4 separate regions of the Mus musculus genome follow, and all the other regions are linked to region 2. A link is a contact called in public ChIA-PET, HiCAR-type and HiChIP or PLAC-seq data. All regions are on one chromosome and are shown on one strand. Each heading gives the region's core, a stretch centred on a gene start, on an enhancer-like site or on the middle of the called end of the contact. The rest is flanking DNA. Distances are from core to core; before and after follow the strand shown.

Evidence for each region. ChIA-PET counts read pairs in DNA pulled down with a chosen protein or histone mark. HiCAR-type assays count read pairs that join an accessible place to other places. HiChIP or PLAC-seq counts read pairs in DNA pulled down with a chosen protein or histone mark.
Region 1: a HiCAR-type map of astrocytes shows a contact between it and region 2, with 2.2 times the contacts expected there. The contact joins the promoter of Grm3 here to the promoter of Dmtf1 in region 2. A contact is called at or near these places in 3 of 39 promoter capture datasets (cranial neural crest, hippocampal neurons and stem cell-derived epiblast-like cells) and 3 of 115 datasets of contacts at active chromatin or transcription factors (astrocytes, embryonic forebrain and neural tube).
Region 3: an H3K27ac HiChIP or PLAC-seq map of epiblast stem cells shows a contact between it and region 2, with 2.5 times the contacts expected there. The contact joins the enhancer-like site here to the promoter of Dmtf1 in region 2. A contact is called at or near these places in 1 of 39 promoter capture datasets (hippocampal neurons), 1 of 484 Hi-C or Micro-C datasets (cerebral cortex) and 4 of 115 datasets of contacts at active chromatin or transcription factors (astrocytes, embryonic stem cells, epiblast stem cells and 1 more).
Region 4: an RNA polymerase II ChIA-PET map of memory CD8 T cells shows a contact between it and region 2, with 10 read pairs. The contact joins the enhancer-like site here to the promoter of Dmtf1 in region 2. A contact is called at or near these places in 10 of 39 promoter capture datasets (the 3T3-L1 cell line, the HPC-7 cell line, HPC-7-derived erythroid cells and 5 more), 3 of 115 datasets of contacts at active chromatin or transcription factors (bone marrow-derived macrophages, memory CD8 T cells and pro-B cells) and 2 of 9 other capture datasets (liver and macrophages).

The regions. Positions count from the first base shown.
Region 1 is chr5:9,719,582-9,727,541 of GRCm38.p6, reverse strand. Grm3 (glutamate receptor, metabotropic 3) reads left to right here and starts at 2,190. Exons shown (of 6, transcript NM_181850.2): 1 at 2,190-2,412.
Region 2 is chr5:9,157,797-9,164,587 of GRCm38.p6, reverse strand. Dmtf1 (cyclin D binding myb-like transcription factor 1) reads left to right here and starts at 2,812. Exons shown (of 18, transcript NM_011806.3): 1 at 2,812-2,974. It overlaps Gm46901 (predicted gene, 46901), which reads left to right and starts at 3,678. Exons shown (of 1, transcript NR_166570.1): 1 at 3,678-6,071.
Region 3 is chr5:9,689,270-9,696,078 of GRCm38.p6, reverse strand. The region is part of intron 1 of Grm3 (glutamate receptor, metabotropic 3); the gene reads left to right. Among named protein-coding and RNA genes, the nearest start is that of Grm3, 33 kb to the left of the region's middle. Within about 2 kb of position 4,953, at least 7 of the 459 cell types and tissues checked have an H3K27ac peak or open chromatin away from gene starts, as enhancers often do. A contact at or near this core is called in epiblast stem cells, where this site is marked.
Region 4 is chr5:8,451,336-8,459,297 of GRCm38.p6, reverse strand. Slc25a40 (solute carrier family 25, member 40) reads right to left here. Exons shown (of 12, transcript NM_178766.5): 11 at 6,472-6,552; 12 at 4,459-6,106. The coding sequence ends at 6,000. Among named protein-coding and RNA genes, the nearest start is that of Slc25a40, 32 kb to the right of the region's middle. Within about 2 kb of position 2,542, at least 51 of the 459 cell types and tissues checked have an H3K27ac peak or open chromatin away from gene starts, as enhancers often do. A contact at or near this core is called in memory CD8 T cells and pro-B cells, where this site is marked.

The sequences.
Region 1 (7,960 bases), core at 941-3,440, 560 kb before region 2:
CAAATAATGTGATCAACAAATGTCAGTCTCATCTTCACTTCTCTTTTCCTTTTTTCCCCTGGGTTTAGAATGATGGGGACCTGTCCCATAGAACCAAAATTGATACCAGATTGCTAGTTTGCCTCACTATGTCAACCTCTGTTCATTGTAAGCCCCAGTGTGATATGCAGCCTACAAAGAGGCTGCAGAGATGCAAGTCAGCCCAGACATCAGCACTTCCTTTTTGCAAGCACAACAGACTTTTCTTTTTTTAATGAGATGAAAGCATGGGATCTCTTCTACTCTTAATTTCAACTGATTATGATAATGTCTTACAAATGCATGGTGATAACTTCTGGAACATTCCTAAAGGGCCAGTATGGTTTCCTAACAATATGCACATATTTATCGTCTCCATTGTTCATGTCCTATATCCTTGATGGTCATGAGTCTATTGAGCAGAAATGGTTAAAAGTTGTCTCAGGAGTTTCTAGTAGGTTTGTGGGTGAATAGCGCATGTTAACTAATTATAATGAAACAAAAAGGGGAAATTACTTTTCCTTTCTTTCTGGCAATTCTATTAAAATGTTAAAATATGGGCATTGCAAACATTTCACTGTACACCAGCATTTTGTTTTTTAATATATCCCAAATTTTAGTGGCATGCACAATGAGCTATCTAAGCACGTGTGTCCTTTAAATATCAACATTCTTCTAAAAGCACCAGCGGTAAAGCATTTCTGTAGTTTACGTGTTCTGGCTGAGCTATGAGAGAAAATAGTTGCTAAACAACTTAGCATGAAATATTAAAGGATTTAGCATTTAAAGCCTTCTGTTTCATTGAGTCTAGCTTCGTATAACTCAGTCCTGGGTTAATATAAAGTTACTACACCAGGATGGAAAAATTAATGAAATTTCAGTTTTGAAACTGAGCACAACGCATTTCTAGTCACAGAATGATAAGCTGGGGTTTTTCCTTTAGGAAGCTATCTCTAGCTCCCGGTCTATTGAAGCTATTTCCGTGTGCTGTTTTTCTTTTTTTTTCTTTTTTTTTTTTCTTTGTGCCTACGTCACCGATTTGAGGCATTTATTTATTTAATTTTAAAAAGAAAGAAAAGGTTCTGTGAAGACCCTCTTAACAAAAAAGTAGGACTAGAGAAAGATTAATGTGAAACTGGAAAAGGTTAGCTCCAAGGGGTCAGTGTGGTTGCACCGGAGGATAAGAAAGAAGAGACTATCTAAGCACTTCCCTAGAATCTTTTTCCACCTAAGAAATTTGGGAGAATGCGAAAAAGCAGCAGCCCAGCATTCTTGAAGGGGCGTGGCTTCTCTCAAGGGGCTATCCAATCGAATTCCTTCAGAGGGAGCTATCCCGAGAAGATTGATGAGCGTTGCTAGGAAACAGGAGCGTCTCCCTCCCTGCTGACCCAGAGATTGTGCTGCACAAGCCTCCCCAGGGGTTCGCAATGTGCAGTTGAACCGCGTGTGGGGCAAAGCTGCGTATCGGCCTCCTGGGTTCACTCGCTCACACTGCTCCCTCTTTCGCCGTCTCCTCCAAGAGTAGTCAGCCTTTTACATAGGGACCACAGGAGAGTTCTTACTAGGAATGACTGTAGGTCCCTGCCCACCCGCGTGCCGTGAGCCTTAGCAGAGCTTCAAAGTTGGAGCCACCTCCCACTCTACCTCCCCACGCCCCTTCACGCCACTGCTCCGAAATTCACCAACCTTTGTATGCATTGCCTAAGGACTGCAAACCTTGGGGCAGAGAAGCTCTCAACCCCGCCAGGCTTTCTGTATTGTAACCTTTGGGTCTAGGTACAGTAGCTCACTGAAGACTCTGCAGCTACACCCCTATAAACGGAGGGAAGAAGGGGGAAGGGAAAGGAGGAGAAAGGAAAGGAGAAGAATGAGGAGGAGAGGATGTCAGAAGGTCCGTGCCTCTCTGCCTGAGTCCCAGTTAGATGCGACTGTTTCTGCCTGGCCAAGGTGAAGGAAAGTTGCTTGTGAGCCCAGGAAGTGGGTTTGGCTGCAAAGAGGAGGAGGGCGCCTGGGCTCTAAAGCTCCCCTCCCTTCTGCTGAAGACCACTGGGTCCCCTTCTTCCCAACCTCCTCCTGCTCTTCTCCTCTAGCCCTCCCTTTTCCCACTCCTCCTTGACTCGGAGGCCTGGATGCTGGGCCACCGGGCAGTGGTCCAGCGCGCAGCCGGGCGGGGGCGGGGGCAGGGGGCACTGTGACAGGAAGCTTCGCGCACAAGTTGGCCATTTCAGGGGCAAAATAAGTTCTCCCTTGGATTTAGAAAGGACAAAGGCAGCAAGCTCCCTCTTTTGTGTCGGATGAAGAGGACCAACCATGAGCCAGAGCTTGGGTGCAGGCTCACCGCTGCCGCTACCACCGCGGTCAGCTTCAGTTCCTGCCAGGAGTTGACCGTGCGAGGTAAGCAGCCCAGAAGGGGACCTGCCCCTCTGGAGGGTGCCCAGCCAGGGCGCAGGAGCTCGGGTGCCGCGTGGGGCAGGCAAAGCGAGGAAAGTTGAGGCAGAGCACGGACCAGTCCCTACATATCTATCTGCCAGGGGGTGGAAAACGTGGGTCATAGGAGCAATGTGGGTGTGAGTGAGAGAGTGAGTTTGTGTGTGCGCGCGCTACTGTCCCTTCAAGAAGGGGCCAATTTCAGAGCATAGATCTGCAGCCAGAGAAGGAGAGGTAGAGGGACTAATTAGAGAGACAGGTCTCATTCTCCAACCGCCTCCATCCAGCTTTGCGCTTGGGGGTTTTATAAGGCTTTGTGCACAGGAACCCTGTGATGTGTGGCTCACACACTGGTAGCTGCATGTGGGTGTGGAGGTTGTCAGGCAGGAGGATAGCGGTCAGCAGGACCCCCTGGTGCTGCCAGGATAAGCTCCGCAGCCAGGGGCAGACAGAGGTTCACCCACCAGCAAACGTGCTTGGAAATTAGCCCTAACTCGCTGCCCTTTGCTCTTTTTGACTTGAGCCAAAAAAGAAATTCAAGAACCAGACTCAAAGCATATCTACCCATTGATCCTGTTCCATTTTCTTATCTGGCAGTGAGATAACTCGGAGAGGGCGGGAGATCCGTGGTCCAAAAATAGACTAGGTTATATAGCCAATAAGCTGATTCTTTCGGAATTTCACTTGGATTTCCTTCTAGTTCCTCTATGAGGTAAGAAACATTTAAGGGTCTCTTAAAGGTATAATACATTCAGAGAGCTGGTTTAAGGGAGTGAACAGATGCTTTCAAAATATCTTAGAGTGCTGCAAATTCTGAAGACAAAACTCCACCTCTCTCAAAATGTATGGTCACCAATTCAACTAATTTACTTATAAAATAGTTCTACTCCTGTTTGAACAGTAATAGGTATGTTATAGATACATTGAATATATACATGCCCAATGTAATCACACAGTAGTACAAAGCAAGTTATGATTTTTATGAGTTTTAGTGTTAAGCACCTCAGCAGTTGGTTGCTTAAATTTCTTTGTTCCTGGCCCCCAGGACTGCTTGTTTAGCAACTTTGTTGGGGTTAGAGGTGGGGTTAACATCCATCCCTTTGGAAATATTCATTTAACTGTCTTCATATCTAAATTGGCTTTGATTTATCTGATCGCAGTTTGAGGTTGCTACTTGAACTCTGTTGTATATATAAATATTGGGTATCAGCATTAACCAAAATATCCAGATTCCCATTAGACTAGATGCCTGTGAATAACAATCCTACCAAAGATGTTGAGGGAACTCTGATTAGCTGTTAGTATTCTGCACTGCTATTTGTCTTTTCCCCCCTAAAATCAGCCCAATATAATTTGAGAATCTGAAAGTTAAAGTGTAGCAAACCTTAATAAAGTAGCATTTTTCACTTTGCAATAGCAGTGACTTACAGTTACAAGGGTTTCCCACACCTGTAGGTTTGGGTTGTCCACACCTTTGGGTTCTGGCTGCCCACAGAGATATGTTGAGTGGACTGGACATGCCTTGGGCTCTCCTGAGTTACAGTGGACATGCCATGGGCTCTCCTGAGTTACATGCTAAGTGATACTTTTGGTGCTTATGATACAAAATAGCACAGGAAAAAATTCTGAAATGTATTCTAGCACACATGAAACAAAGAAAACTGTATCTGCATTCCTGGGACTAAAACAATATGAGAAGAAAACTTTGTATTCTTAAATCCAACCCCACTCACACTCCAAAATGGTGAAAACATGTACTTCTGTGCACTATATCTTTTTTATAAAATGTGAAGCTTAATATATTAAAAAGAAAAAGTTTCTCAGTGCACAAAGGAAAAGGCTGCTTCACTACTTAACGTGCATAGGGCTTCTCAGTTACATGTCATCAGTAATCAAGAAAACATGTTTGGATGATGGTTGTATCTTCAAAGTGACAGTATGTGTATGTGGAGGAAATGTGAATCTTATTACTTATTTCAAGATTGCCTAACATTAGCAACACTTCTGTTATTTCATGCCATTGGAATTAAACTGGTTAAGTTGAAATGCAAAGATAGCACCAAAATGACTGATCTTTTTTTCTAAGTTATAACTAATATCTGTGTTGAATGAAAGATCCAGACCATCCAAAGGTCATCTGTTTCTCTTCTCTGCCTCATGACAGGTAATCAATCAGAAACACAGTTAGTCTTGGATTATCCAGTTTTGTAAGATACATAGCAATAATAGCATACAACTTTCTCAGGAATATGCTCATCTTTTTGAGCTTGAAATTCATTTTCAAATTAGTGATCCCTACTTCATGTCCATTCTTGTAAACATAAATCACAAAATGAGCCCTGGCTCTTTGCAGGGTTTGGCGAGTACCTAGCAAGGTGTGGCCTATCAGCCTAAGAATGAAGTATTTTGATTTGTTTTCTGTACTCAACATTATCTCAAGAACCCACTCAAAAAGGGGAAAAATATCTCATTTTTTGATTAAAAAGAGGAGGGAACTTCTTCAGTATAGAATACGGCCAGAGGTGCAGGGTGATAGTCTTCTTCTTCAGACCAGTTCCTCAAGGGTCTGCTGTTCACACACAGTGCTCTCTCTTTGCTGTTTTATGCTGAGTTGATTGTTCATTCTTTGGAAACTGTGCTAAATGTATCCAATCTACATTAGACAGATTTGCTGAAATTGCTTTCAAGAAGCAGAGTAAAATGAGAAAAGATTATTTATCCAGCCTAAGCACACAAAATGAGTACAATCATAGTAACAACGGAGACCACACAAACCATTAGTCATCCTCCTCCTGCCATCTCTGATGCTGCCTGGGTCCCTACAGCATTACTGTATTTTGGAGTGCATTAGTCCAGTGTATTTCTTAACAGGTCATGTGATGACTTCTTCCAGAGTTTTTGAAAAACTATTATGTAGTGTAATGGTTCTCTCTATTAAGAATTTTTTAATTCAGCTTATTTCATGACTCTAATTTATCTTATTGCTAACTCCTTATCATTTACTCCTCTGGGCTATTCCATCCTCTTGTATGATTTAAGATCCTCATCCAACATTTATACAGGTCATGTAAAATACATAATAACACAAGAAAACACGTGGGTGCCAGTTCTATATCCACCTCTTGCCTCAACAGTATATGTTTTAGGACATTTATGTGTTTGTGTGTGGCTATACGTCCTAATAATTTATCTGGTTCATGTAAGAGATGGGAAATTGTCTTCCTTGACATTAGTGGCCTATGTGACTATCCAGAAGATACTTTCTATGCAATGTTCTGGGTGGCTGCACATTTATGAGATATTTTCATTGCAAATTTGTTGCCAATAGAGCCCTGTCACCACCCACACTACAAGGGACTTTTGTGACATGCTGGTCTGATGCTCCAATGAGCCCCAAAAGCTGTTGTCATGTAAATCCCACTGCTGACATGAAAGTGATTTCCTTAATTAATAGAATGTGCTAAGAATGTAAAAGTGTAAGTTAGTTAGCTGTGTGTAAACATGGAGCAGTAGTTTTGTGAGAGTTTTCAGTGGCCACTTCATACTGATACAAACTGAAAAAGCCAGAATTAAGAACACATTATTCAATGTTCTGTATCATGAAAAGTAAGCTCCCATCATGCATATACCAACACAAAATATATTTAGGCTTATATGGAAGAACCATATGTGAAGGTTACTTTTAAAATAAGAAGCCTGAAATAACCACAAGGGGGAAAAGCAGGCTTTTATTTTGTTCACTTAAAATCTGGCTGCAACACAACCATGTGTAGGCTTCCTTAAGATTCTTTAGCAAATATCTTGGTAGCCTCAGTCTCCCACTCAATTGTTTCTCCCTATGCCAGGCACTGAAATGCAAGCTTTTACTAGACAGTCTAGGAGCAAATGACTAGGAACTACCTTCCAAGGTACACTTGGCAAATCTAGAAAGAGCCAAAAGCAGGTGCTCAGCTGTCTTTATACCTTGTTGGGCATTAGACTATTCACAAAAAACATCTGTGTGGATTTAGGAAACTAAAGGGAGAGGGGCCATTACAAAACTAACTGTTTTTATGGGAATTGAGTTGGGCTGCATGGAGCAAACAAATGTTAAGTCAGTCTTCTCCCATCTGAGGTCCTAAAGTGTTTTTATAGTGCATTCATCACACAGTGCTGAGTATCCTCAGAATGATTTTCCTTAGAAACAAAGGGAAAATCAATTTTCTTGGTAGAGGAAAAGTAGGCCATTAATATATTTGCGATTTCACCTTGGAACCAGAGAAGCATTCTAAGAAGTGATGCTCTACATAGACTCTCTCTTCCTATCAGATTAGCAGTCCTGCTTCAGAACTTGAAAAGTACACACAGTACTTTAAAACACACACACAGATCCACTTAGAAAAAATCCATATAAAGTCTATACAAACTCTACACCAAGATATCATGTTTCAGAACAAAGCCACATATGTAGATGATAGCTCCACAGAAAGCATAAGAGGTTCTCCGGTTTAGTTTGTTAGAGTGCACTTTTATTTTCTAGTCAGAGTGCACTGCTCTTTCTACCAAAAATCACTTGGACAAACATAGACACTAATCAAACATATAGCAATTTTCAAAATCTAGATGTGCAGTTTTCAAAAACTTACAGCCAATACATAACAACATAGACATTCTAACACGATAACAATTTCGAGACCAGTGTTGAGTTTTACAGGATGTGGAGTCATTTCTGTTGAAGCTCTCAAGAAAAACAATAAAACCAGAAAAGTCAGCTCTTAGCAAAACAACTGATGGGAAGATATTTATTAGCTCCCGAACAAAATAAGATTTGGGGTATATAGTGAGGACACAGAGTGACAAAATACATCCAGAAACTTTGCAAGCATATGAAAAGTTAAAACTATTCAAAAAAATTTAATTTGTAATTCTCCATTAGAAAACACTACAGAGCTAAGAAGATAATTGGTCCATAAAATCACTTGCTGCTTAAGCATGAGGACCTGAGTTCCACTCCCAGGACTCACATAGCAGCAGACATGACAGCGTGCACCTGTTATCCCAAGCTGAGAAGGGCGAGGTAGGATGATCCCTTGCACTTACTGACCAGTCAGTGTTAGCAAGTAAGTGTTCAGTGACAGCCTGTTTCAAAAAAAATAAGGCTGAAAAAACTTAAGGAAGGCCAGACAGAGATCTCTGGCCTTTATACATGTATGCATGTACACACACACACACAGAAAGAAAGAAAGAGAGAGAGAGAGAAATTCACACCAGCATGTACATGTGCACACATAGTCACAATCACACATGCATACAAGCACACAGAGAAAAAGTAAAAAGGAGTTATCAAAATTATCATGCAAGCTAAAAACTGGCCTCCTTTATTTAACATGTTCATTTGGATATAAGACATGCCTGTGCACAGACATTCTTTGTCTCTCTGTCTTGGCATCTTTCTCTCTCTGTCTCTCTGTCTCTGTCTTGACCTCTCTCATACACACACACACACACACACACACACACACACACACACACACAT
Region 2 (6,791 bases), core at 1,563-4,062:
TCTATACCCTGTCCTCCATACGTCTCCCTCCGTATCTTGTATGTCAGTAGAGTGCAAGCTTACCTAAGATTCTGTGGATAAGAATAAGCTGGAAGTCTGAAATTTAAGTGTGACTACTACTTTGGCTTAGTGAAGATATTTATAAATATATATATATATATATATATATATATATTAAGAGCAGTCAGTAATCTTAACCACTAAGCCATCTCTCCAGCTCCTGGCTATGTTTTGTTTTCATCATGAGGTGACACTTGCCAAAGTATATTTTTGAAATAGAGCAGGGTGAGTAGGCTACAATTTTGAGTGTACCCCTTGCTTGTGTGACCTGGACACACTCTACAACTGCATTTGGTTCCTGAGTAAAATGTTACTCACTTGTAGAACCTTCAATTAAGTATTTGATTACATGAGTTTAACACATATGAACAACACACAGGAACACAGAGAATGTTGACTTACATTATTCAAGTTCAGGGTTATTTAGCCCTTTCTTAGCATTTTTTAACAAAGACTTTTTTTAACATTCACAAAATTAAGCAGGAAGTAGAGAAAATTCCTACATACCTCACGGCTTCCCACACACACACACACAATCAAGAGTGGGCATTTGTTATAACGAATGAACCTATACTGACACACCATTAATACAGAAGATATAGTTTATGTTAGAGTTCATTCTATTTTATCTATCAGACCTGTGGGTTTTGCTGCAACTATAAAGGCATGCTATTTCAGCAGCACACAGAGCCCTTGATGCTATAGGAACCCCCGCACATTATTCATTTTCTCCACCCCTGGATGCACTAATTTTACTGTCTCCATAGCAATGCCCTTTACAGAATATCACCACTGGCAGATTGAATGAGAATGGCCCCTGCAGGCTAACATGTTTGAATGTCTGGTCTCTGGTTGGTGAAATTCTTTGGGAAGGATTAGGTGTGGCCTTGTTGGAAATGGCATGCCACTGGGTGCAGACTTTGAGCTTTCAGAAGCCTACACATACCCAAATGGCTCGGCAATTAAGAATGTAAGCTCTCAAGGACTGTTCAAGCCCCATTCCTACCTGCCTGCAGCCATGCTCCCCTCCGTCCGTGATGATTATAAACTCATCATTTAAAACTGTAAGCAAGCCCCAATTAAAACTTTCTTCTGTAAAATGCCTTCACCATGGTGTCTCTTCATAACAGTAGAAAAATAAGACAATCAGAATGGCATAGTCTTAGCATACATCAATTTTTGGATGATTTTTCTTTACTACGTAACATATATTTTAATTCTTCACTACTTTAGTGCCAAATAAAGTTCTGTTGAATAGATGTGCCTGCTTGTTTATTCATTCACCTCCTGGTTAGCCTCTTGGTTGGTTGCATGTTTTGGCAAATGTGAATAAAGCTGCTGTAAAAAACTTGTGATTCCAAATTGCATTGGCCATCAACTCCTATGAACCTTGCTTGATTTAAGAGTATGCCTGATACATCTAATTTCACTCCCCTGGGGGGAAAAAATGATTTTCCCTTTCCCCAGATCTACCATTTGCAAACAGCTTCTTGATTAGGAATGGGACTTTGTGTATCACTAGTAGTGAAAGGAAAGCAAAGTATAACGTGTATCTGCTGAATCATAAAAGCAACACCAATAGGAACCCCAATGCTCAGAATTGTGTATCTTAGAACTTTTGGGTTGGTTTGGTTTGGTTGAGATGTGTTCTATGTAGCCAACACTGCCTCAAAATCCAGTCTTCTTTCTGCCTCAACCTCTTCTCTGCTGAAATTAATAGGTTCGAACAATTGTGCCCAGCATGGGGCAAAAGGCAACTTTTTTGATGTTCTCATCATAGAGTCTGCACTTTTTGTAGCAGTGTTTATGGCAGAAAACCACATCTGACCAGTGTGCAGTTAAGTGACTGTAGAATGCCTATCCCTAAGTGGGTTTTTATAATGCAATCCTTACACCAAAGGTATAGGAGCGTTGCTGAAGATGGGGGGCAGAAAACTTGAAAGAGTCAGGGGAATGGGAAGACTTCTGTTTTAACACCCACCACTCAGCAGCTGTGGTCCCATGCATACCACCACTCCACTCCACATTCCAGCATGGATGGCGAACAAGGTTCCATCTCTGGCTAGGGAGCTACAAGCAGTCAAGACTGCTGAGGAAGAGTCAACTTCCTTCCTGAAGAGATCAGATTGTTTTCCCACGTCCAAGCGGGGCGCAGCCCTACACTGAAGTACATCTGGGCTACATGTGTGTACCCAGAAATACACCCCTACAATAGGACATGAATTTGAGTCGGGGGCATGTCAGGGAAAACACGGGGAGGAGTTGGAGTGGATAGGAAGGAGTAAATATGGTCAAAATGCATCTATTCATGTATGAACCTGATTCTTAAAGATTGGCATGGGAACAGGGCTTCTATTTTGTTCATCTCTAAGAATCCAGAAAATAGAGCTGCACTCGGCATAGCTACCAGCACTGAACTTTAAATGCATAAAGAACTGTAGTCTCCTAAAAGCGAGGTCACACTCACGGAGGTCACCTTTCACAAGAATTATAGAGACACACCGCTCCCTCTTCGCTTCGGAGATTGCGGAAACTAAAAGACAGATGGTGCAGACGCCTGCCAAGGGAAAGACCCTCCTTTACGTCTATCACCCGCCACAGCTCGACGGCGACCGTCCGACCCTATCGCTCGCTGAGAATGGCGCTCGATTCCGCAGCAACCCATCAGCTTGCCGACGCAGACGGAAGTGACGTCGGGGGTGGCGCGCGGGCCCGCCCCCCAGGAGAGGCGGGCCGCAGGGGGGGTGCTGGGAGGGCGGGGGCGGGGCGCGGCCTCGCGGCTCCGTTTCCGGTGGCTGGTTGCGCTCGCTCACCCCAGCTGCAGCCACTCTCTCCCGCGGCTGCTTCCTCCATCCTGGTATTTTTTGGAGCCTCCATCCTGGTTCTTCCAAAGTGCCCGGACCCAAAACAGGAAGTAAGTGCGATGGAACCTTCAGGTCCGGGCCTCCGCCGCAGCCGCTCCGCCCAGTGCGGCCGAGCCGGCCCCTTCGCGGGCCTTGGCTGTCGCCGGCTGGGTGCCGCGGGCGGGGTCGGAGTCCGGGCTTCGCTTAGCCGCCGCGGCAGGCCCCGCACGCCGCGCCCGCGGTCTCCGTCGCCGGCTCAAGCGGCCGCTGGCGGCTGGAACTCCCGAGCGATCCCTGGGGCGCAGCGGCGAGCCGGTGGGGGCGGAAAATGGCGGCGGGCTGGAGGAACTAAATGGCGCCGGGACCCCTGGGGGTGGGCCCGAGTCGCGGAGGACGGCGCCGGGGGCCCCGCGGGCGTGTGCGTGCTGGGCGGCGGAGCTGCCAGCCTGGCTTGGCTGGGGTGCACTGAGCCCCCTCGGCTGCGTGGGTGGGGTGGGCAGGGCAGTGGGGGCGGGGGTCGTCCCAAGCCCACCATTTCTCCTCGGCTCGTTTGGCCCGTGAGCCCCTCGCCGGTTGGACTCAGCGAAGGAAGTCATGGTTGCCAGTCGGACTTTCTCTTTAGAGACCGCGCGGGACGTGGCCTGGGGTGCGGGGAGAGTCCTGGCCCAGCCAACTAGTAATTGTCAGGATCGTGCGGAGCAGACCTTTAGCGTTTCAAAACCCTCTTTGGCCCTCTAGCAAGAACTTTTTTTTTTTTTTTTTTTTTTTTTTTTGAGAATCTCCCCGCAACCTTAACGAGTTTTACTCCGAAAGAAGTGGTCCAGTGCCATCCTGTGCTGTTCAGTGATACAGCATATGTTTTTATAGTTAAAGACTTCGGTGTAGCTAAAGAAAGAGTGATAGCCCGTGATTGCTTTTGTCAGCCCTTGTACCTCTTTCTGACAGCTAGACTTCCTTTGGGACAACCTCCAAAGAAAAATGCATTTCAGTACTGTTTGTGATGTGTTATGTCTTAAGCTAGATGTACTGACTTTTATTAATTAGAGCTATATTTTCGTGTTGTAAATAACTTTTGTGGCTTTTAGGCTGTAAATTAAGAAAGAAAAGACCTTTGATTATATTGAAAGTTTTACAAACATCAAAGGCTATTTTCCTTATAGATTTTCTATTTCTGGTACTGCAAATTTCTTTAGGCCAGTCTTAAATTTACCTTAATAATTCGAGTAATTTACTATAACATTTAAAACAACTATAATAACAAAATATTACTAGCTTTTTACTGTGGTAGAATAGTGATACAATTTTGTATATTTGGTTAAACTTAGACAAACTTAAAATCCATTTCAAAGATTGTTATGTTGAGTGTACCAGGTCAGTGAGAGACTAATGATATTCTCCACAGACGTGAAAAAACACTCCTATCTATATGAAGAATATTATTTATTATTTTATGCTTTTATCCCACTACTGTCTTTCCCTGGTGCTTTTGAGTACCATCAAGTAAGCTAACGTTTCTTCATTACTTTAGATTATGATAGTCTTACCCAAACTGTTGTTCAGGGGGATGATCTAGAAACCTGCCTGGTCCACTGACTCTTTCAGTTGAGGGAGACACCTGGTATTGTTACCATTTTCTTGTCATATCTGTATGTTTAGCAGTTTGGGGGATACATACAAAATACACTTTTTTCCAAGTATTCAGGTTTTAACTTTTCGAAGGAGGAAATCAGTTTTAGTCTTAAGGTTTGAGGTTGGAAATAGAGTGTATCTGGAAAATAGTTACTAGTGTCCTCTGGTTGGTCTTTTCTTCCTTTCTTTCTCTCTTTCAAGTTGTGCTTGCCTATATCATTCTGTGTCTGTCCCAAACAAAGGCCTTGCTTTGCATTTATTAAATAGCACAGAAAATGTTTGGGAAAGAACTAAACCATGTTATCAAACTATATCCATATTTAGCATTCAATATTTATAGTAAATATGTTTTATTTGGGGTTGCTTTCAACCTGTTGGTTGCTTTCAGCAATGATGATCAGAATATTCACAAATTATTCTGGGTCAGGACCATGGACAAATACATAATATGATTAAAATTATGCATTCAGCTTATGTTGGAATAGCTAATTCCAACATACGTGGGAAATCCACAGCATTATAAGGTTGGCTACATTTTTTTGGTATTTTTGTTGTTTTTAAAGATTCATTTATTGTTATATGTGAGTACACTGTAGCTGTCTTCAGACACACTAGAAGAAGTCATCGGATCTCGTTGAGGATGGTTGTGAGCCACCATGTTGCTGGGATTTGAACTCAGGACCTTTGGAAGAGCAGTCAGTGCTCTTACCCGCTGAGCCATCTCACCAGCCCGGTTGACTACATTGTTATCATAAAGGAGGATTAAACTTAAACAGGCTGAGCACACAGAAGGATAGTGGCTAAGTACATAGTATTAAATGTTCTTGAGCATGTTAGTAGCTTGGCTGAAAGAACTAGCAAAAGTTCAGTCTCTTCAAAGATGGAATATTGTCGTAAAACTCCACAGTTTTCATCTTAGTCTCTTGATTTGCAGTAGTTTATATTAGCATCGATGAGGATACATGCTTAATAAGAAACACGCAACCCAACTAAGTATGTACAGCCTGGCTGTAAACATTAGGTTAAGGCGAGAGCCAAGTGTTTTTGGAAAGTATTGAGGAACTGGGAGACTTTCTGTAAGTTTATATCTGTCAGTTGCAAACATACCAAGACTTTAGAAGAGCATCCAGATTAAGGAGGATTCTGTAGTGATCATCTTAGCCATCTCTCCACACAACCAACCTCCAGTGTTTGTAGAGACTATGCTAATGTTCTCTCAAGCCGGGAGTTCTCATTTTACTAATTGAGTACATTCTCTTCTTGCCATAACTCCTCTTGAAAGGATTAGTAATTTGTATGCTTAAATGAGACACAGTTTCAACTAAGGTGGTACATAAATAAACCTAGAGCCAAATGTTATCTCAGTGAAGTACAGAGACATGTGGAGTTTAATGCCTTTTGTATCATTTCTACATTTGTCTTGATGGTAATTTTGCTTTGTGCAGAGAATTCTTGTAATCAAAATTAATAAAAATTAGTTTGTTTGCTTTGATACCATAAGGGTAAATTGGTTCAACTTCAATAAAAGGAATCTATTTATTGTGTCTGCCTTTTTTCTAGTTTGTGGAAAGATAGCCCACTCCATAATTAAATTCCAGAAAGAAGTTGTCAAGAACAAGTATCGTGGCAGGTCCTATATACACTTTTTACGTCATACCTTTTAAAACACCATTTTTGGCTATACCAACAGTGAGGCCATTTTCTTCTAACAGCGGCATTTAATCTAACCCTTCCCTCACTGTAAGGTGTTTTATGTCAAAGAAATGTGTCTTATTAATGTGTTTTAGGTTTATTCATTGCCTAGTGTATTTTAGTATTTAGTATGGAAATGTGATTTCAATATGAACTAGTGGAAAGAACTTGGTGATAATTTGTATTTAAAAATCAGATTGTGTTTTACAAAAGTGCTGTTTTGAGAAGATATCTTAGAATATAATCAAACACTTAAGTTCTTATATCATTGTTAAGTAGATTAGATAGGCAATTCAATTTTATTATCAGGCCATGTATGAAGTTACATACTTTATTTAAAATCATCCACATTACCATGTAATTTGCTTTATTCAATTACAGCATCATTGATAATTAAATCAACACTTAAAGCAATTAAAGCATTACATTAAATTCCATTTAACAACCTATTGACACTTGATGATATGTTAGTATTGGCTTACCATCTTTCAATGGTAATTATGTACATACATAGTTCAATCTTTATCTTGATTTATAAATCTGCTTTTCAGACTTTCTCACAAAGTA
Region 3 (6,809 bases), core at 3,704-6,203, 530 kb before region 2:
TGACTAAACTACTTTAGAAATGTTTAACAAATATAACAGAACTACATTGATAGTTTTCTCATGGTCCATGTACAAACTTTAATAATCTTTAAGTTGAATGTAGGCAAAGTTTACTTTGGGTAATCACACCAAGTTATCTAGAGGATCTAAATATGAAGAGATGCTCTCATTATCTTCATCTACCTCACCTGAATGGACAAGTAAAATTTAACATAGCAAAAAGCTCAAATTTAACATCCTGAAAGCAATCTCCTTACTGTGTGCAACACAGTGTGATAGCACCAAACATCCATTTCCTTTTCCGTTTTTTGTCTCCACCACTTCCCTCTCTAATCTTACACTGTAAAACTGAGATTCCCCCACCCCCCGATTCCTTTTGTCCATGGTGTATACTTTATCCTTGTAAAGCCTACCTTAGATCTAATTACTGTTCTGAATTATGTTGCAATGGGAGACAAACATATCTAGGAGGAAGCATTATTTTTGTAGCTGGATCAGCTAACAGACAAATTTATCTCTAGTTTATTTACTCTAAACATGTATTTGAAGCAAAATGTGTTCATTGTGGACTTTTTTTCTTTAATTTGCCCACAGAAGAATTTGGAAATTATATTCACACTGAAGGGAAAAGAATAAAAATATAGTCTTGAGTTTCACCAATAGAAATCCAGTGTATAAAAGAAGGAATGTATTGGCCATGATCTCCTCGTGGTCATGAGATCTCCATCCCCCTGGTGGAGCTTTATAAGCAATTCTCCATGCCACGTTTTGAAGGGCAGACACAATTCTGGATATGAGCAATCATGATCACACAGTACATGGAAACCACAGAACATGCAGATGACTAAGAAAGCTGTATTAGTTAATAAAGCAGAAGTATGGAAATATGGCTATAATAGAATATCTTCCAAAAACAAGATAAGAAAGAAAAGGTTTGTTTTAGCAGTTACAGGTGGGTAGAGACAATTGTGGGTGGGAAGATATGGCAACAGCCCATGGCAATGGAAAGCTGGCTGCTAATCACATCTTCATCTACACAGATGAAGGATACATAGAAAACTGCAGCCAGACTATAACATCTCAGTGCTCACCCCCACTGGTTATGTATTTGTACTTCCTCCAAAAGATTCCACAACTTTCCCAAACAGTGCTATTAATTGAGAAGCAACCGATCAAACCTATGAGTCTATAGGGGACATTCATTATTCAAACGACCATGTAGAGCATGACCATTTTGAAGGAAAATATTTCAGAGAGCTATCTTAACTGCAATAACATATTTTGTCTTGTCTATTTTAGCTACTGCCTTTATTTACAGTATCTCCAAAAGGATGGAGTAGAGTTAAGGCACAAAAATCATGGGAAAGTTGTAAAGAATACTTTTCAACAAAATAACCCACTTTAATATAAAACCAAGTCTCTGTGATTCAGTGTTAAAGGACACATTGAGAGTAAGACAACTAATGACATTGTCTTATCATTCTAAGATCTTTTTTACTCTAAACTTTCATTCTTTACTTTGTGTTTCCAGGTGTCTGTATTTGTCCATTTGGGCAGTCCAAGTCAGATAGTGCCTTCCACAATAAATAATACTTGGCAAAATACTTTCCTCAGTATCTTGTAATGGAATTTAGACAGGTGAAAGACTTTAATACATCAACAGCTACAAAACAATTGCAGAAGAATGATAACAATGACCACAAGAACTATGAAAATGAGAAGCCCAAAGTACTAGATTCATAGGACTGGCCTGTTTTCTGACATTGGCCTTTTCGGTTTCCTGTGCTCTGAGAAATTAGCTATACATCATATGTTATTATGATTTTATTTCTTGATTTGGTATCCATGTGTTTGTATATTTGTATCGACGCTCACCATTCCTGGCCCCACATATAGAGATAAGAAGACATTCTGCCGTGTGGTACTGGAGTTGAATGGAGGTCATCACACATCGCAGTAAAGGCCTTCACATGCTGAGCTATCTCGGTGGACCTTAGCTACACCTAAGGAACCAATAGCAAACACAATTTCACAGATCCTTTCTTTTGATCCTTCACAGTTCCGATATGACATCTTGTCTGTTTATGTATAATGATCCATTTCCTCGCCAGGTCAAGAGACAATGAGGAGCCCTATCCTTTACTAGGATCTCTTTCCAGTCAGCATCTCCTTCTCTTCCTATTCTTCTTTTTCTCCCTCTTCTTTCTTTTCCTTTTCCTCCTCCTTATTGACAAATTTTATAGGAGTATTTTATTTACATCATATTACATATTACATTCCAAACCCTTTACACTCAAACCTCTCCTGTGCCTTCCCCCTACCTCTTAAATTCAAAATGTTTCTTTAATCACAACAGTTGTAAACATACAGATCAAATCTACTAATTCCATTCAGTGTTGCTCTTATGTACATGCATTAAGAGCTGCCCAATAAGGATTAGAGAACTTGTCAGGGGTTCATTCTGAAATCCTATTCTCTCTCTGGCAGCTGGCATTGGTTACTTGTAGCTCTCCATCTATGGATGGGGTCTGATGTAATTTTTCCTGTCCATGTGGGCATCTTGTTGGATGTTATGCAAGTATTTAATAGGCAATTATATTGTTCCCAACTCACAGTCTAAATGCACAATATGACGTGGTGTTAAGCTAAACCTTAATGCATCAAATTAATATAATGTTCTATTAGGGTTTACAGAGAGAGAGAGAGAGAGAGAGAGAGAGAGAGAGAGAGAGAGAGAGAGCAGGGAGGAAAGAGAGAGAGAGAGAAAAGAGCAAAGAGAATAGGAGAATGAGAGGGCGAGAGAAAGAGAGTGGGGAGAGGGGAGGAGGAAACAGTGTGATTTTTCTTCTCCCAAAATTTCCAAATAGAGCTAACAAAGAAGCTCTAAGAGTATGGAAAGTTTATCTGCAAAATTTAGGAGAATGACAATTCAGAATATCAGTGGTCTCACCATACTGGCCTAGAGAACTGATCTAGCTATATTAACTCTAATATCTCACTATTTTCTAAGATTAAAAGACTTGGAATTTCATTTACATTTCCTTTTTTCTCTAGACCTTTCCTCTACTATGTCACATGAACAGAAATAGGAAGAATTAGACATTAATGTATCCTACCATGAATAAAGAATGAATATACTCTTTTTCTCAGTGTATCTACATTATTTATCAATGGGTTCATTTTTAATTTAGCATAGTTTTTGGTAACCAAGAGTGATGTGGGGTAGGGGATAATGACAATAGCAGGTGGCAAGCCAGAGCAAATGGAGTAATGGCCCAATGTCTGAGATATGCTTAAGGAAATACAATGTCCCTGGCACATTTTCCATGCTAGAATAATATGTTACCTGTGCATTTTCTGCCTTCAATCCTACACTTTGCCTCATATTTAAAGCACTACAGAAACACTGAAAAAGAATAACTAAGTGTTGAACTAGCCCTGCATTTCAAAGAAATAACAACCCACTTAAAAGTAGAAATCCAGGTTACTTTCCAGAAGGAGGGAGTTTCTGTGATGAGTAGGTGGTGTGTAACTTGCAGCCCTGCATCAGAAGTGAAAAATCACAGGTACTAAGAAAGCAAACAAGAAGACACAGCAGAGATGCTGCCTGAAGCTTATTCCCAGAGGTGTCGAGCCCATAATTCTGCACTTATTGATGCTAGCTTGGGAGTCCAGTGTTTTTATATACTGGATTTTAAAATAGCCAAACAGTATTTAAACAGCTCTCACTTTTAAGTTATACATTATCAAAACAGAGAGTAACACTATCAGGTAGACACATTGTATACAAATCATAAACAGTGTAATCCAGTTATTTTTGCATTTTGTCTATCACAGATGATCACAAATAAAGTGAAAAACATCAAGAGAACAGTATCGGGTGTCACAAAATATTACAGGAGCAAAATATTGTGCCTGTCATAATTTGATACATATATTAGCACATCTTTTTCAGTGGCTGTCATCACCATACTCAACCCACCATTTGTAATGATCCAAGTCTGTGTATCCAACAAAAGAAAAGGAATTATGGAGAAAGTGATAAGCATAAAACTCCAGTTAGTTCACACTGCCCTTCCCCTGCAGTTTAGACGATGCTTTGGATTACATGAGTGGTGTTGTATTATGAAAAAAATTTGATGAAATTGTGTTAAAGATTTAGGAAATAAAAGCCATGTCACCATAGACGATTATAAAACAGTGTGCCTTCAGACTAAACCAAGATCAACTTTCTAGGAGTGAGCTCTTTATTCTGAGACTCTTCAGTTGCTTGTCAAGTGTTATTCATCCATTCATTCAGCCACTGTTGAGCCCTTGAAAACCATTAGAGAACGAGCTGTCCATTCAGAGAAAAAATGAGAATTAGAAATGACAGATAACTAAGAATATAAAAGATCGAGTTTAGTAAGAACAGTGATAGTGACATAAATTCCAAGCATCATCCCAGAAAATAAGAAAGATACATAATCCCAAGCAGAAAAAATGCAATGGAAATTTTAGAATGGGGGTTAAAACTTACTATTGAAGGTTATGTTGGCCAAATAAAGGAAGAAAATTGATATTCCAAATGAGGTGAAGAGTTGGTATGTCAAAGGACAGAGGAACACAATTCTGTATGGATATAGTGTTGGTTTGAAACAGGCCAACATCAAATGGTAAAATGAGAGAGCTTGTCTTTATTTTCTAAACTAGAGGGTTTAGCTATTATCCTATAGGCACTGCAGATCCAAGAGAGTGAAAACAAACAAATCTCAAGCAATTGTCTTAGTTTGCTTTCTGTTGCTGTAATAAGAACCATGTCCAAAGACAACCTGAGGAGAAAATGATTTGTTTATTTGAGGAGGAAAGGGCTCACAGTCCATCACTGTGGAAAGTCAGGCAGGAACCTTAAGGCTGAAGCAGAAGCAGAGACCTTGAAGGAATGTGGGGATGTTTTTCAATTACTTGCTCCCATAGTAACTTCCATTTGCTTTCTTATACAAATCAGGACCACCTGCCCAGGGCAGGCACCGCCTACAGTGGGATGGGAACTCGCCCATTGATCATGAATCTAGAAAATGCTCCTATAGATTTCCCACATGCTGGTGTGATGGAGGCCTAGGATGTCATTGTCAATTGTGAGGAGACAAGAAAGAATGAAGAGACAGAAAGATAATGTAAGAGCTATCAAAGGAGAGGAGCCATTCAGACACAACTATTGTGTTGTAGGCAACATTTTTACATAGGAATCCCCTGTCAAGTAAGAGCCTGTGTTTGCAAGTTGGTCACTGAGAAAGCATGGCATATTTAATCATAGCATGAGATGAGAAGTGACAGATGCCTTTACATAGGAGCTTGGAGCAGAGAACAGCCATTTCCATTTCAAGCAGAAAAATAAGACCGCTGCAGTTGTTGTGTGAAAATGTGAGCACAGTTTGTAGCTTACACAGCAACCTTAAGTTCTTTCCTTCCTCCCTGCCCCAGAACTTTAATTATCACAGCTGGACATAATCTCTCCCTTTGAAGATCTAAATACTCCATCTCAATTTCGATATGTGCTGCAACCTTTTTTTTTTACTATTAGATTTATGTTTGTTTTCTTATCTTTCCTACCAGATTGTAAAGCTTATTGTAGTCCCTAACTCTAGGCTACTCTTACAGAGCCTGGCACTCCTTCCTCCACTTTCTGGACCAACAACCCATTACAGTGTTGCCTTGTCCTAGCAGTTAGACAGTCCTGGGCAGCCCACCTCACTCATTTGCACACCCTTTATATATCTGACAATACAAAGATTAGTAAAGCCCTCTAAATCAAAGTTTCTTCAGCTAAATAGGAATAATAATGTACTGTATAAAGAACATTGTGAATGTTAAACATGATCATGCTTATAAAACTGCTGAATACATTATTTAGATGATTTTAATAGTAATAGTGGGCTATCTTTAAAGAACACTGCAGGACAATGATTCTCTAGATAAAATGAACGAATGAATAAATAAACAATCAGAAGACAGTTTGATTTTATCACAGCCTTCAGAATACTTTATGATTCTTGGAGTTTTAGTTTTACACAGCTAATATTATTTCATACTCAGAGTTTCCCATTCTTTCTTCAAAATTCCTAGATATAATCACATTTTGTCCTTCATTTTCAGGAGTTTCCAAGGAATGGACTGACACTTTCGAGCAAAAGGTTAACTAGTATTAAAGTGGAAAATATGATGGTGCTTAACTTAGTGAATGAACTAACAGTAGCCCTATCCTTCAAGAATTCAAGTTAAACAACATTTCACAGAATGTTAGTCTTTCTATAGCAGAAAGACCTGAATGTGCTACCCTATAAATCCTACCTTTGCTAGTTCCTGGCTTCGTGACCTTTGTATAATTCATTACACTCTGCATCTCTGTTTTCTCATACTTTAAATGGTGATGCCAACCCCATTTCCACAGAGAAACAATGTGAGGTTCAGAAAGTAGAAAATGATTTTTTTAAGTGTGTTGCTATCATATGTTTTTCATAATTTAATCCATCTCGGTATCTCAGTTTGCTTATATTTGTAGCATGTCTTTTAGACTTAATTAGGGAAATCTGTAAAATAAAATAGAAAATGTCTTATGTATTGAATTATCTGAACTTTTCTTCAATCGTCAACTAGAGGAAACAAAAGAGTTAGTATAACATACATAACTTCCTCAAAATGTTAGCCTTAGGGAAAAATAATAAATACACAGCTTCCTTATAATTGTTCCATGTCACTATAGACCAGAACTTGGGGATCAATTTCCACCTGTGGAGATAAGGAGAAACCCAAAACAAGTCTTTTTATTA
Region 4 (7,962 bases), core at 1,293-3,792, 710 kb after region 2:
TTACTAAGAGACACCCTGAATTGGGAAAATGCCTCCATAAGATCTGCCTACAGGAAATGAGTAAGAGCAGATTTAAACTAGTAAATTTGCCTGTAGGAAAGTACCCAGCCCATTGTGGGTAATGTAAATCCTCAACAGGTGGTCCTGGGTGTACACATGAGAAAGTAGTCTGAGGATGCCAGTGCAGACCAAGCCAGAAAGCAGCATTCCTCCATGGCCCCTACATTAGCTCCTGTCTCCAGGTTCTTGCTTGATTTGAGTTCCTGCCCTGACCTTCTTCTACTGGATTATTACTTGGAAGTGTAAGATGAAATAAACCCTTTCCTAAAGTAAAATGGGAGTTTAAATCAAAGAACACATAAGGTTAAGAGGGGAAAAAATAGTGGGTGTATAAAGAAGGAAATGGGGGAAAACTAATAATAACACATCATACGCAGCTATGAAATTCTCAAACAAAAAACAACGAAATTTAACTTTTATTTTAAAATACAAACCATTGTGCTCCTCTGAAGATACCACAGTCTCAAGGCCTCCAGATGATCCACTGCATACAGGGCAAATAATATCAAAGTCTCAAGGCTTACAGGAGGTCCTCTGCAGGCAAGGCAACTGGGCAATAGACCCCACAGTCTGAAGGCCTCCGAGGAGAACAGTGATAAGCAGATCAAGAGCTTGACTGCTCCTGTGAAGACAAAACAGACTGAAGGCCTCACAGGAGATCTGCTGGAGCCAGGGCCACAGGCCTACCAGGAGACTGGCAGCAATCCAGGGACACAAGAGGCAGGCACCAAACAGAGACACCCAGTCCAGCTAATACCAGAGATAACCAGATGGTGAGAGGCAAATACAAGACCATAAGCAACACTATGCTCAGAGTAAAAGGCTGGGAAAAGGTCTTCCAAGCAAACGGTTCCAAGAAACAAGCTAGAGTTGCCATCCTAATATCCAATAAAATAGACTTTCAACTAAAAGTTATCAGTGAGATGAGGAAGGACATTTCATATTCATCAAAGTAAAAAATCCACCAAGAGAAAGTCTCAATTCTGAACATCTATGCCACAAATGCAAGGGCATCCACATTCATAAAAGAAACTTTAGTACAGCTCAAAGCACATGTTGCACCCCACACAATAATAGTGGGAGACTTCAACACCCCAACCTCATCAATGGACAGATCATGGAAACAGAAACTAAACAGAGGCACAGTGAAACTAATAGAGGTTATGAACCAAATGGATTTAACAGACATTTACAGAACATTTCACCCTAAAACAAAACAATATACCTCTTCTCAGCACCTCATGGTACCTTCTCCAAAACTGACCATATGATTGGGCACAAAACAGGCCTCAACCAATACAAGAAGACTGAAATAATCCCATGCATCCTATCAGACGATTACGAATTAAAGCTGGTCTTCAGTAAGAACCAAAACTACAGTAAGCCCACATACCCATGGAAACTGAACAACTCAAGTTGGTGATGCTTACCTCTGTAATTCCTGACCTCTTTCCTAGGTTTCCCATTTCCAGGGTTGTCTCCATTTGTGTTTTCTTTATTGTTTCCACTTCCACTTTTAGGTTTTGACTGCTTTATTCAATTCCTTCATCTGTTTGATTGTGTTTTCCTGTATTTCTTCCTTCCGTGGGGCCTTCCAACTGTGGGGTCTTAAGAGGGGTAGAGGAGCTAAGTATCCGTTGCCCTGGCTGCAGTAGATCTCCTGTGAGGCCTTTAGACTCTTTGGTTTTCAGAGGAGCAGTCAACTTGTTGCCCTGTGTGCAGATGTTCTCCAGGGAGGCCTATGGACTGTGGTTTCTGTTCCCCTGTGTACAGAACTCCAGGGAGGCTTTCAGACTGTTGGGTTACTTGCCCCAGTTGTCAGAACTGATTCTATCCTGTGTGGAACCTGGGGCTTGAACACAGGTTGTTATGCTTGGTGGCAAACATCTTTACCTATTGAGCTATCTTTCCAGATTTAAAATGTCTTAATAAATGTTGACAGATTAACAAATAAAAGCAACAGTCTCTAATTCTAAAATGGGAATTTTAGAATTCTAATTCTAATTTTGGAAAAATGTAAAAGTAATACAGTGAATAAAATTTTCATGTGTCCCTAAATTTATGCCCAAGAAAAGTAGAGAAAAAAAAATCATGTGTCATATGCAAGAACATTTTTGGGGAAAATTGAATTTTACTCCATTTTGTAAAAAGCCAGATATGTATTAGGTTAATGTGTATGTGGTTAAAGGTTTTAATACATTTCTTTAAAAACAGTATTTCAGTAATAAATTATGAGAACTTAACTTTTCTTTAACATTAAACCTTAAGTTTGTATCCTTTATAATAATCATCACTAGGATTGTCATTTTGCCCAAATCCCTAGAAAGAAGCAACTTGAGAGAAGTGTCCATTGTGGCTTATCCCCAGGAATGTAGCTTATCGTGGTGGCAGCAAGAGTGTGAAGCAGGCTGGTTACACTGCACTGCCAACCTAGAGAAAGAGTGCCAACCTGAAGCCCCACCCACAGTGACTCACTGTCTCCATCAAGGCTCTAGCTACTAAAGAACCCACAACTTCTAAAACAAGGCTACCAACTGTGGACTGAGTGTTTAAACATAGGCACGTATGAGGAACGTCTCACATTCAGGCAACAACCAACCACATGACAAAGAACGTGCATATACACTCTGCAAATCCCACGTGAATGCACCAAAAACCTAACAAGCATACAGGGTCAAAAGCTTAGTTTGTTACTATAATGTGATATCTGAGGATAGCCATTCAAGCCAACAATGGTTACATTAATTTAGAAGAGAAAAGTTTTGGAGAAAATTTAAAGAGTAATATTTATTTCAGAAACTAAATGTATTCAAATACTACTATAAAACAAAGTTATTTTCCAAATATTAATGCTAATGAGTTAAAAGTAGGGAAAATGTCATTTTTTAAAACAATTTCTTGTGTATGGGTGTTTTGCCTACACTCTTATGTATATAGACACGTATGTATATATACTACGTGTATGTAGTGCCTGTGGAAGCCCACTGGAACTGAAGCTACAGATAGTTGTGAAGTACCATGTGGTTGCTGGGAAAGGAACTCAGGTTCTCTGGAAGAGCAGTCAATGCTTGTAAGCTGAGCCAGATTTCCAGTCCCAATTTACACTTCTTATCCAGCTGCATGGCTTGCAATGTGTCACTAACAAAAATGTAGTTAACTTATTTTTGTCCTAATCACTTTTTTTTGGCAAGAATAGGGGACCTTTTCCCATATTAACAATAATACTATTTCAAATATGTTTCTATGCTCTGTTCCCTGCTCTTTTCTAACAATAAAAAAGAAATATAACAACTTAAGGGAAAGGTTAAGTTTAATAATGAACTTTCATGTATGTATTTCATAGCATTTTATAGTGATTGTATATGAAAGCCAGTGGTACTTCTAAGCAAGCACAACATATTTTAATTAAAAAAAAAAAAAGGAAAGGAAATCACTTTTGTGGTTTCTCTCTTCCTGTCAACTGTAATGCTAAGTGAAGGCCCCAAAGTAATTCTGATTGGAGAATAAAGATGCCAACAGCCAATAGCTGGGCAGAAGAGACACAGGTGGGCTTAGAGAGACCACAAGGAGAGAGCAGGAAGAAGGCACCAGGAATACAGGAAGAAGTATTGTGTGAAATGTTAAATGGTAATCCACACTATCACTGGCAAGGCACAGGAGGCCAGGCCAGGCCAGCCAGAGTTCTCCCACTAGGATGCTAAGTTCCCATGGTGGGATGTTGCCACCCATGGCCCACACTTCCCAATTCCCGTTGCTGGCTGGGGTGCCCTGTCGTCGTACTTTTCTCTGGATCCCAGTTGAGACTCCACTTGAAGAAAAACCACACAATCTTAGCTTAGGATCAACGGGTAACACAATGCTGGGCACAGAAACTATCTTCATAATTTTGTAAGCTACTTTAAGTTATATAAATTAAGTTATATATATTCTAACCTGATGTGTGTGTTTGTGTGTTCTGGGTACCTACATTGTGCCTCCAAGCTCTCTCTGGTCTAAAAGGAAGTCTTCTTTCTTCCTCTCCCCAACTGGGAAGTTCCACCTACTCCTCACCCAGTGATTGGCCCCTTGAAATCTTTATTCATTAGGGGAAGGTTCTGCCACAAAGAACATGCAGGATGGAGGCGAGCCACCATGGGCTAAGGGCCAAGAGAACATGGCCCAGAGGGCTGCCCCACTGGAGTTAGGAGTAACCCAGGGGGAACATAGTAAACAGTATGTGATAACTCAGGGTTATCAATAGGAAAGTAGATTCTAACAGCATGGAGGGTAGGCAGCTGCCCAGCTACTGTGCAGCTGTTATATGCCTAAGGCATATTAAAAGAATAAAGATTATGTGCATCTTTCATTGTATTTCATCTGACAACATAAACTGTCTAAGACAGAAAAGAAGGCCTGGGTCAGGATTTTAAAATTTTTACTACTACAAATCACAAATACACATCTGTATATATTAATATTTTAATGTAAACCAACACAGGATTGTAATGTAAAACAACATGGTACAATAAACCATGTATCATTTATTTCTGATGAAACATACAAACACTTTCCACTATGATACAAAATGCATTTGTTCACCTACCAACCCTAGAGATCATTGTCACCGAAATACATTAGGCAGGGAGGGTATACGTCATATTTCATAGAATACACATAAAACGTGATAAAGTGCTTTTTGCTTTATAGAGATAAGTAAATAATAATAAATAGCATTTCTTGCATTGGCATCTTACTTACTTTTAAATTATTTATCATCTGTGCCAGAGATCAGACTCCGAGTTACACATTCCAAAGCCACCGTTTTCTACCCCTGCATTCTCATCATACTTAAAATCTCATTCCTGAGCTCAGTGTGGGAAAGGGCACGTGCTGCTAAGCCTGACCACCTGAGTTCAAATCCCAAAGTCCACAAGGTGGAATGGGAGAACTAACTCTTCAAGGTTTCCTCTCACCTTCATGTATATGTAGACATATACAAAAAATAAACAAAGGTCATTTTTAAAAACCTCATTCCTACTTAAAGTGATAAATATATTCATGTGTATCATATACAATTAATACAAATAGCCTAAAGGCAATTTAAATGTTTCTATGTGCCTGCGTTCTGTATGCTGTCACCTGAGTGAAGGTGTGGGATTATAACAACATCATTTTGGGACATCAAATAGAGTTGAAATTTTTGGAGCATTTTATAATTTGGCCTTTTAGACTAGGGAATATTGATTGTAGTAGAAAAAGTTGTAGAACTGACCTAAAGACCTCTACAAACAATGACACTTGGAAGGCAAGCTAGTTACCAGCAGCCCATTCCTGCTTGTACATTTGCATCATGTAAATGATTATACTTTGGTTCACACAGATAAAGTGGCTGCACTTTTCATTAGGGACTTCTACACTACAGGCCACTACAGGCCACCTTAAATCAGTAACAGGAGTGAGGGAACACAATGTCCCTGAATTAAAGACGTTAACAGGCACCATCTGGGGAATGTGAACAATGCCACATGATAGCTCTTCCACTCTTTACTGAAATGCTGAGACTTATGATTGAAATTTGCGTGGAACTGCACTTAGCTCTCTACACTGCAGTGCTTAGTACACAATCCAAAAAGTTCTGATGTGCCCCACACTTATAGCATTAATTTAAAAGGAAGCCTGTAATGATATTTGCACTCAGAAAACTTGTCCTGTTAAGGAGCAACTTTCTTTGCAAGAGTACTAAGTGGCTGCAGTTTCTGGATTATGTTTTTAATATTTCAAAAAATTAAATAATTCAAATTATGATCTAGAGGTGGATGAGAAATTATTATTCATTTAAATTATAGGGAAACACATAAAGTCATACTGTAAGATAATAATGTTAAAAAACCATCTTGCCTACAAATTTTCATCTTATTTGGCTCTGGTTGTTATTTCATGTCAAATGTCCATCATAAGAATTACCGACTTTCAACATTTTGCTTCTGGAAGAACGACTTTCCTAATTCATATGAACTGATCATAATGGCACAAGCAGGAACAATTTTAACTAATCGAGGAATTAGACCTGAAAGAGAACGGGGAAAAAAAACAAAACAAAACACATTTTACCTTATTTTTTTAAATGTAGCATTTGGCTTCATAATGACCAAATTAAATGATTTGCAATACCAAATTCTGTATCATCAATAGGCAGCAAAGATTAGGTCAAACTGTTCACTCTCAACTTTATTTTATTTTATTTTTTTCACTCTCAACTTTAAATTCAAAATTTGTAAGTCTACTACTGAACATTTCTTTTAACTTATCACAATATTTAGGAGAAAATAATAAATATAAAATGTTACCTATCACATTTGCTGGAAGCTAATTGTAGAAGGAGATGAAAATGGATAATTGTGTTCAAAGACTCTGTAAAGGAAAGATTTTTACCTGTAAATAACCCAGAAAATCCTTTGTCAGCAACAATGTTCTTCATTATAGTCCAGGTTGACATATCCAAAGGTGCAGGAACTATGTTCAAAAAATGTTAAAAGAAAAAATAATACCATCATAAAACACAACTTAATAGATCCATTCTAGCTACTGTTCTATTTCTATGAAGAGACACCATGACCAAGGCAACTCTTATTTAAAAAGGCACCTAACTGGGGGCTTGCTTACAGTTTCCGAGACTTAGTTTATGGTGATGGCAGGGAGCAGACAGGCATGGAGCTGGAGTGGTAGCTGGGAGCTTCACATCCTGACCCTCGGGCAGCAGGCAGAGAAACACTGAGCCTGGCCGTGGTTCCTTAAACCTTAAAGCCCGCCCGCCCGCTATGACACACCTCCTCTAACAGGCCTCTTAAACCTTTCCAAATAGTTCCACAACTGGGATCAAGCATTCAAATATAGGAGTCTATAGAGACCATTTTCATTTAAACCCTCACAAAAGCATACATAAATAATATACTTCATTATAAGAAGGATCTGTTTATCTAGGAGTTATTTTCAATCTATCTATCTATATATATATTCTTGGTTTTTTGAGACAGGGTTTCTCTGTAGCCCTGGCTGTCCTGGAACTCACTTTGTAGATTAGGATGGCCTCGAACTCAGAAATCTGCCCGTCTCTGCCTCCCGAGTGCTGGGATTAAAGGCGTGCACCAGCAGGCCTGGCTCAATCTTTTTTTTTATGCTCAACTATGGACTGACTAGATAGCCTAGCCTGACCTGCTCTCTAGCTGAGGTTAACCTCAAGCTCAAACACTTCTAACTAGTCTTCCTGAGTGATGGGGTACAGCTGTAAGCCACTAGACTCAAGTTCAATTTTTAATGCCTGGGTTCCTTAAAAAGAAGGCAGCTCTACATGCAAATATGCACACATCTGTAAGGAAACAAGTAGGAACATACAAAAGAGCTGGCAGGCTCCTCATAAAAATCAGTGGTATTACAATTTGTACTTTCTTGCATGTGAAAAATATTTCACAATGAAAAATGGAAGATATAGAAACCCCAGCTATATATCTCTTCTAATCTAACACAAGTCCAGAAAACCATTTTCATTTCAATTTTATTATCCAAAGATTAACAGAAGAAAAAGAACATATGTAGTGGTCTGAATAGGTTAGGCCCTCATAGACTTGGCCAACAAGGAATAACACTATTAGGAGATGTGTCCTTGTTAGAAAAGTATGGCCTTGTGCTTTGAGGTCCTATGCTCCAACTCCAGCCAATGCAGAAGAGACCCTCCACTTAGCTGCCTGCAGAAGAGAATCTCTTTCTGCCTGCCTTGGGATATAGACAGGACATAGAACTCTCAGTTCCTTTTTCGGCACTGTGTCTGCCTGGATGCTACCACACCTTCTGCCATGATGATAATGGACTGAACTTCTCAAACTCTAAGCCAGCCGCAAGTGTGTGTGTGTGTGTGTGTGTGTGTGT